Regions from separate parts of the Mus musculus genome. Here region 2 is linked to region 1. A link is a contact called in public HiChIP or PLAC-seq data. All regions are on one chromosome and are shown on one strand. The core of a region is the stretch at or near the end of the contact, and the rest is flanking DNA. Distances in the headings are between cores, read along the strand shown.

What was found. HiChIP or PLAC-seq counts read pairs in DNA pulled down with a chosen protein or histone mark.
Region 2: an H3K4me3 HiChIP or PLAC-seq map of fetal liver shows a contact between it and region 1, with 3 times the contacts expected there. The contact joins the promoter of Gpr107 here to the enhancer-like site in region 1. A contact is called at or near these places in 9 of 39 promoter capture datasets (the C10 cell line, the HPC-7 cell line, cranial neural crest and 6 more), 2 of 15 datasets of contacts at CTCF or cohesin (CD8 T cells and the NIH/3T3 cell line), 13 of 484 Hi-C or Micro-C datasets (B cells, the THB-7 cell line, bone marrow-derived DN3 thymocytes and 10 more), 37 of 115 datasets of contacts at active chromatin or transcription factors (the 230-238 cell line, CD8 T cells, the HPC-7 cell line and 24 more) and 3 of 9 other capture datasets (adipose tissue, liver and pancreatic islet).

Annotation. Positions count from the first base shown.
Region 1 is chr2:31,003,703-31,007,918 of GRCm38.p6, forward strand. Usp20 (ubiquitin specific peptidase 20) reads left to right here. Exons shown (of 25, transcript NM_028846.5): 7 at 702-798; 8 at 1,230-1,299; 9 at 2,682-2,795; 10 at 4,077-4,155. Among named protein-coding and RNA genes, the nearest start is that of Gm39786, 9.2 kb to the left of the region's middle. Within about 2 kb of position 2,964, at least 31 of the 459 cell types and tissues checked have an H3K27ac peak or open chromatin away from gene starts, as enhancers often do. A contact at or near this core is called in fetal liver, where this site is marked.
Region 2 is chr2:31,150,769-31,154,916 of GRCm38.p6, forward strand. It overlaps Gpr107 (G protein-coupled receptor 107), which reads left to right and starts at 1,548. Exons shown (of 18, transcript NM_178760.4): 1 at 1,548-1,713. The coding sequence starts at 1,591. D330023K18Rik (RIKEN cDNA D330023K18 gene) reads right to left here and starts at 1,523. Exons shown (of 2, transcript NR_040334.1): 1 at 1,214-1,523; 2 at 281-482.

The sequences.
Region 1 (4,216 bases), core at 1,714-4,213:
GAGACGGGCATGGTGGTGCACGCCTTTAATCCCAGCACTTGGGAGGCAGAGGCACGCGGATTTCTGAGTTTGAGGCCAGCCTGGTCTACAAAGTGAGTTCCAGGACAGCCAGGGCTACACAGAGAAACCCTGTCTCAAAAACAAACAAACAAACAAACAAAAAAACAAAAACAAAAACAAAAAAAGGGAAGAAAAGATTGTAATTTTTTTCTATGTATGTACGTATGCTTATATGTGCATACGCATTCAGGAGCGGGAGGAGACGAGGAAGTTATCAGATCCCTGGAGCTGGGGTAGGCAGTTGTGGGTCCTCTGCAGGAGCAGTGCATTTTGCTCATGGCTGAGACGGCTCTCCATCCTGGAAGCTTTTCAGGCTGTAACACCGTACAATGTCCATCTTTGTCGTGTGTGTCAGGTGGTGAGAGTGTTCAGATGTGTGCAGTAGTTGGTAGTGGTTTTTCTTTGTTCCTCCCCTGCCGCATAAGCCTTCTAATGGAAGCAGCAGTTCTTGCACATGAAAGGCAAGTCTGAAAGTTCCCAGGGCAAGGTCCCTGGTCTCCCCTCTTGCTTGACGTTCTTCGCTTTGCTGGGCTCATTCTGGCCTAGATGCTGGGGGGCTGCACACTCCTCCTCGGGAGGAGGTGAGTACATCCAGGTCCCCCTCTTCATCCCACTTTCCTCTTTCTGGGCCTTTAACACAGGACTCCCCACCACCCTCCCACCCGCTGAAAGCTGTCCCTATTGCTGTGGCTGATGAAGGAGAGTCTGAGTCTGAGGATGACGACCTGAAGCCTCGAGGTAACGGCCAGCAACAAGAGGAGCTGTTGGGTCAGGCTGGGCATGGAAAGTGCCAGGGCCTTGTCTCTGCTGGCTCCAGCTGCTATGGCACAGTGGGCAGGTGGCAAGCACACAGAATGTGCCGTCCCTGGAGACATGGCCATTCCTTTCTCAGCTCTGTGATGCGCTGGTCAGAGGCCCTGTGTGTGTGACCTCCTCATCTGTGTTGTTTGGAGCCTGAGCTGGGCAGAGTAGCTAAGGGGCCATTGGACACACACAGCCCTGCTTAGGTGTTCAGAGCAGCAGCCCTGCTGACTTCCTGGAGGTCTCTGGGTGGAATTCTCCCGTTGTGAACTAGTAGGACTGGGGTGTAGAGAGCTCAGTGGGGGAGACTTGTGAGGGCCCCTCTCCTGGACAGGCTTCTCAGCCCTTCTCCTCCGTGTTGTTTGTAGGCCTCACAGGCATGAAGAACCTGGGAAACTCCTGTTACATGAATGCTGCCCTGCAGGCCTTGTCCAATTGGTAGGTTGTCATCTGAGGGAAGGGCAGGAACTGTCCCTGGCAAAACCTAGAAAGAGCAGCAGCCTCCAACCAGTGCCGTGTACATTGGTCATAGACATTCCATAAGATATACCTCAAAGCCCCTAAAACAAGGCATGCCTGGTGACTGCCGTCCCTTTGAGTTTCATGTGAGTCCTCAGATAGAGGAGAAGGCATGATAGGCAGGTCTACTCACTGGTGGAGGGTTTCCACAGCATGTGCAAGGCCCTGGGTTTCACCCCCAATACCGTGTGCATGTAACCTATCTTCAAGAAGGGAACTTCATTGTAGCCCAGTCACGTGGAGGGAATGTAGGCTGACAGGTACTGAAGTGAGCAGGCCTGATTGAGAGTGTGTGTGAGACCATTGTTTCATACACACACACACACACACACACACACACAAACACAACTGACACAGCAATGATAAAGCAAACCCAGCAGCCCTCCCCCTTTTCTATGTATAGCTGTATGTTAACACATAGGACACACAGGAAGGAGAGAAAAAGGGAACAGATATGAATACCTAGAAACGTCTGGAAGGATAGCCCCCAAAGGTTCACAGTGACTGTCTCATAGTAATATAGTCAGTTGATATGGTTTGCCGTGTGTGTGTGTGTGTGTGTGTGTGTGTGTGTGTGGATATGAATATGTGGTTTCTTGCAGTGTGATAACTTCTAAAAATATGCAGAAAGGGGAGTGAAGGAGGTGCCCTCCTGCAGAGTGGCCACTGTAGGGAGCAGGGCTGCTCCACCCTGTTCATTCACAGTGTCCCAGCCTCAGGACCTGTGGCAGAAGCTCCCATCTGACTCAGGAGAGAGGGGTATTTGTTTCCTATAGCTGACAAGGCCTTCCTGTCTCTTGATTCTGGAAGCCCACTCTGTAGTAGTTTCTTCTCAGGCCCTTCTCTCTGTGTATGCAGCCATGCATTCATAAGGTCTTTTCCTCTGTGCACATGTCTGGTGTCCAGAATTCCTCTGGAAGGATACCAATGAGGCTGGCCTGAGACCTGCCCCAGCATCCCATAGTAATCTGATACCTACTTAAGGGTCCTGTGTCTTAGGACTTTACAATGAATTTGGGGGGTTTTGGTGTAGGCGAGCTCCTAGTCATCTGCAGGGAGTTCTGGGTATGGTGGCCCGATCTTCGGTGGCCGTTTTCACCTTCTGTTGTTAACTTTGCTCCTTAAAAAAAAGACATTCTGTTTCTTTAATGTGAGTGTGTGTGTGTGGGCATGGGTGGAGTCGGGGGTAACCTTAAGAACTGGCTGTTTCCTTCTACCATTTAGGCCATCTCTAGCTCCTCCTTAATAACACCATGTTCTTCCCATTTCTTTTCTGTCCTGGCTTTCCACCTCCAACCCAGCCCCCCGCTCACCCAGTTCTTCCTGGAGTGTGGTGGTCTGGTGCGCACAGACAAGAAGCCAGCCTTGTGCAAAAGTTACCAGAAGTTGATCTCTGAGGTGTGGCACAAGAAGCGGTGAGTCTGACCTTGGTTAGAAGTGTGGCAGGCCTTGCCTGTCTTCTCAGTGGATCGCTTCCTCTGGGTTCTTCCCTGGCACATGCGCACTCACAGCAGCCTGCACTGAGCCTGCACATGTGTCTAGTTTTATCTAGTTCCCTTGGTGAGTGGGGAGACAGATAAGGAGCATGAGGCGTCCATCGTGTTCCCAACTGCAGAGCTTGTGACAGTGGAGCCAGGGTCTGAGCTGACAGCAAGCCTGGGGGCAGCTGTTTTGACAGTTGTCTCTCCTGAGGCCTGGAAATCACCATCTTGCCAGTGTCAGGTCTCAGCTGAGGCTGGGGGTGGGGGTGGGGTAGGGTGTTGGGTGCCTGCCAAGCCAGGGTTGTGGCAGAGTGAAGTGAATTTAAAGGTGAAGATTGTGCTGGGTCTCCTCTGGAAGTGGAAGGTGAAGCAGTTGCGTACACACCCTCATTACTTCCCTCTCTCTATTCCTGCTTCATATCCTGGCCCAGACCCTCACCTTGCTTGTCCTGATCCTCTGGCTTTCCTGGCCTTTCCCTGAAGGCTCCTGTTAGTCACTTTTGGACCTCCGTTGTTGAGCCTGCCTGCTTTCTTAGTCCCTGACTCAGGACCAACTCTACCTCTTCCTCCTGTCCCTCTTCCCAGCAACTGCAAAGGTCTACAGTACTCCTGCCTTGTCCTTTTGCTCCCAAACTGTAACAAAATGGGCCTCAGGCTTTCATGAGCAAGCAGACAAACAGCAGATGTAAAAATGAAAAAGAGCAGAATTGGGAGCTCTTGAACATAAGCCACAGGCACGCACTAGGTTGGAAGTGAACTAAGAAGCTGATAGTGTGCTGTTCCATGGGTCAGAGGTCCAAGTTCCTGTGAGGTGCCTGTGTGCATCTTAGCCTGTTCTTCTAGGAACAATGCTGTGGTCCTACTGTGCAGCACTCGTGGGCGGGGACATCTTGATGATAGATAGTATTTCATTGTACTTTTGTGAGGTTTAAGTTTTTCAGCAATGGACATATATTGTTCATAATGAGAAAAGCTATGTATACATTTTACCGTGAAGTTAAATAAACACACTGCCCCTGGGACCTCTGCTAGCTCGGACAGCATTGGCGTCTTGCTTCTGGGTGTGGATGCTATGGACTTATCTCCTGGTTAGTGGGGCGAGTGGAGGTGGTGGGGACAGCCCCTATGGGGTCTGATCTGCCTTGCCCTCTTGCCTTTCCAAATGGTGTCACTTAAGGCTGGCCACCTAGGCTAGCAGATTTGGTCTCCCCACAGGCCAAGCTATGTGGTCCCCACCAGCCTGTCCCATGGGATCAAGTTGGTCAACCCGATGTTCCGAGGCTATGCCCAGCAGGTAAGCTGTCTAGCTGCTTGAGACACGGGTTCAGCCAGAGCAGACCTTACAGCAGGCAGAG
Region 2 (4,148 bases), core at 298-2,797, 150 kb after region 1:
AGTGCTTGGATTAAAGATGTGTACCACCACCTCCTGGCTCCAAGTGAATTTGTTGAAGTTCACAGTTTGTGGCATTAAAGTATATCATATTGGGCTGAAGAGATGGCTCAGCAGCTAAGAGTTCCTGTTCTTCCAGAAGACTGGAGTTTGGGTTCCCAGCAAGCACAATGGATGGCTGACAACCAAGGTAACTTCAGTTGCAGGGATCTGATGCCCCCTTCTGGTCTCTATGGGTACACCTCATGGCATTTATAAACACACAAACAACATAAAAACAAACTTAATTTCCTATCTATATGTATTTATATATACAGATCTATCATGTTGGGTTAGAGACACTGCTCAGTGGTTAAGAGCACTTACTGCTCTTATAGATAGATACCTGAGTTAACTTTCTAGTACTCATGATGTCAGGCAACACACAACTGCCAGCAATTCCAGCTCCCGAGGATCTGACACCATCTTCTGGTCCTCTCAGGTACCTATACATGGCACACACATACATAAAAAACTTAGAAAAGCAACCAACCAGACCTTCAAAATACATCCTGTTACTAGTTCCAGTTAAAAAGCTATAGGAATCTGATTCTGTCATAGGTGTTCACACACCTACATAGTGGTAGCTGCCTGGTAGTAGAGTTCCCTGTGTTTTTATTGTGTCCTATTTTGCTTAAATAATTACATGCACATACACAAAAGCATATGTTACTTGTGTGTCCAGCTAAAAACAAGAATCTAAGAACTAAACCAACTTGGTTATCAGCTATTTTAATACGAGTGTTTCCTGTAAGCCCTGGTACCAGGGACCTACAACCAAGTCCTTCCATTAAGTGTTAAGGACTAGAAGCTAAGTTTCCAAAGAGACTAAAATAGAAAACATTAAGGCTCAGACTCCAGCGGTGGCATGAAATCACACAAGACAAAATGACGTATCAGTTAAAAATCTGCATGTGATCCCCAGCTCAGACTGGCCAAAATGACCATTTCTTAGAGTTTAGGTAGAACAGAGGAACAGCCTGACACCTACCTCTTATATAATTAGATTGTCCCAAAGATTAAATGCCACTTAAAAAAAAAAAGCCTAGTGGATGGCTTCCTATGGACTCAATAAATCCTATTACTGCAACTATTTCAAGCTGAAGTTTGTGTAAAGGGCCTAGGATGATAATAAGTCAAGGAATCTAAGACAGGCCAGCAATTTCTAAGTTATTACCACCGAAGGCAGTCCAATCATCCGCCAGGGTCAGTGGCGGACATTGCGGGTTCCAGACTTTGGTCCAGGCCCCTCAATCCCCAAGCCCGGCAAGGCAGAAAGGAGGCCCGGCTTGAACTTGCCCCGCCATGGTTGTCATGGCAAACGCTTCAGGGTCCTCACAGGGGCTTTGCCGGAAGTCCGTCCTGGGAGGCCAATTGAAGAGTGCCGAGGTGGTCCGCTCAGGTCCCTGCGTGACCAGAGTTGCGTTTTGCAGTAAAACGATCTCAAGGACCTCGGAGGCGGCAGCCGCGCCCCCTTCCAGAGCACCTCCGGGACGACGCACTTTGACCCGGAAGTGGGTGGGAGAGGAAGCAGCTGGTGATGCTGGAACAAACATGGCCGTCCCGGTACCCCTCGGCCGCTTCGGCTCCTTCTGCCTGCGGCTGCTACGACTGCTGGCGTTGCTGGAGCTGCTGGTCCACCCCGTCTTGGGCCGCGTCCATCACCTGGCGCTCAAAGTAAGGCCTGGCAGGCTGGGGGCAGGATCAGGGAGTGGCGACGGGGGGGTGGGGGGAGCGCGACCGCTGTCCCGGGCTGAGCCAACTTCAGCCCAGCGGGATCTCCTAAGTTCGGCCCCTGAGCCAGGGGGTTTGCGCCGCCCCGTAGGGATGGACTACGCCGTGCGGCCTCCTCGGGTAGTCTGGTCCCTGCAGGTTTGAGGTCCTGAGGAAGGGGCCCAGATGCGGCCTAAATACCCAAAGACCTGGGAGGCCACTCCTGCGATTCCTGCTGGCTTCCCTGGATTCCACGTTGGTGGCAACCTTCCCTAATTCACCCTTTCATAACTTAAATTCCAAGTTCTCTTGTCCGCGATCTCCGCCCTTCTGTGCTCCTTGATCTGGCGCTTTGAAGTTGTGCGGAATCTTAGCCTGTTTCCTTGCTTGGTTTAGGGTGCTCGGTTGACTGACCAAAGCCAGAATCCCCAAGAGGAATTCAAATCTCTCTTGAAATACATGCCTTGGTTTCAAGAAGAAAAAATAAGAAAGAACAAGCCTGAGGATTTAAACTCAGCATCCAAAGTGTTTCTAAGTAGTGGGCCTTTTTCATTCCCGCTCTATGGCCATTGCCTAAGGAAGATGTTTATGACAGGCCTGAAGTGACCACCAAGAACCGCTATGGTAGCTAACTCACAGTAGAAAGTTCTCTAAGGCTTACACAGGATTGGCAGCCGGTTAATATACCTGGAGAACAGAAAGTGACATCATTATGACTCAAAGCCTTGTACATTTTCCTAATAGTCAGTGTACCAAGAAGTTGCGGATCTGGACACAGCTGTCTGTAAAAACACTTTCCATTAGGTGTGAAGGATAAAGGCTTGTGAATGTAGCGTTTAAAGGGTCCAGACAGACTGTAGATTTGAAACCTGGCCAAATCCATACAGGCACACTTGGGCTGTCTGCTTTTGATTGTTAAAATGATCTTGAAGCTGGGCGGTAGTGGCGCATGCCTTTAATCCCAGCACTTGGGAGGCAGAGGCTGGCGGATTTCTGAGTTCGAGGCCAGCCTGGTCTACAAAGTGAGTTCTAGGACAGTCGGGGCTATACAGAGAAACCCTGTCTTGAAAAACAAACAAACAAATGATCTTGAGTAAAGTGACTCTTACCTACAGCAAGACAGATCAATCTTGGCTCCTTATAAAATCCACTGAAAGCTGTAGGCACTCTCCCCAGAGAAATGCTTTTTGAAGTAAGACCATCTTACATCTTAACAGCTTTCTTGGCCTTTCTGTAGCTTCATAATCTTGGTACAGTTTAATCAAGGTATCCAAGTTTGCAGATTCATCACTCTGAGGGTAAGAACTCCTGATTTCTAAAGTCTCGCATTTTGAGGTTTGCAGATTGTTTTTATTGGGTATATAATTTAGCTGAGTTTATAAAGCTTAGGAATTAGAAACAAAACTACTTGTAACAAGACACACTGGGACCACATCTCCTGGCTCCCTGTCCAACATTTCTAGTGTTTAAATGCCAGGTGTCTGGTATCACTAGGTAAACGCTGGCAGTATTTTATATTGGCCAGCCTGAGTGATCAGTATATTCCAACCTTCTATACCAGCCTTTATCTGTGGTGGAAGCAAACTTAGAGTAGTTCTGTGGTTGGCCTCTCTTGTGCCAACCTAGTGAAGTTCTGTGGTTGACTTCTCTGTGTCAGATGCCTTGATGGTTTTCTCTCTTGTAACATGCTCCCTACGATTATCCTATAGTTGGTACTAGAATCTTTTTTCTTGGACAGTCTTTACTTGTTATCTAAGGAGAGGACATTTACCAGCAGAGGGTCCACCAAAGAAGCAGAAGATGGTCTTACCCTGCTTGAAGTTGGGAAGCACAGGCTTGAGCAGGTTAGAAACCCAGGCTTGCAAGTGCATGAAGTGATCACCAAATGTCAGGAATATGCATTGATTTAAAAAAAAAAAAGATTCATTTCTCTCTCTCTCTCTGTGTGTGTGTGTGTGTGTGTGTGTGTGTGTGTGTGTGTGTGTGTATGTATGTATGTGAAGGTCCCTTGGAGCTGGAGTAACAGGCAGTTGTAACAGGCAGTTGTAAGCTGTCCCATATGTGTGCCGGGAAATGATCTTGGGTCTTTTTCAAGGTGCCATAAATCCTCTTAACTGCCGAGCCATTTCTATAGCATTGATCCTTATAAATATGTTTTAACATGGACAATTTCAAATGCACCAGAGTAGGTACAGTTGCATAATAAACTCCCATGTGCCTGTCCTGTGCCTCTGTAGCCATTAGCAGCCAATCCTGCCTTCCACCTGGCTGAGGTCACTTCTCTGTTCTCAATGTCTTTAGTTTTGTAAATAAATTCAACAAACAGAAAACAAACAGAAAGAACTTTTCCTTTTCAGTTCCCTTTCTTTATTTTTCATCTTTCGTTTGTTTTCTTGGTC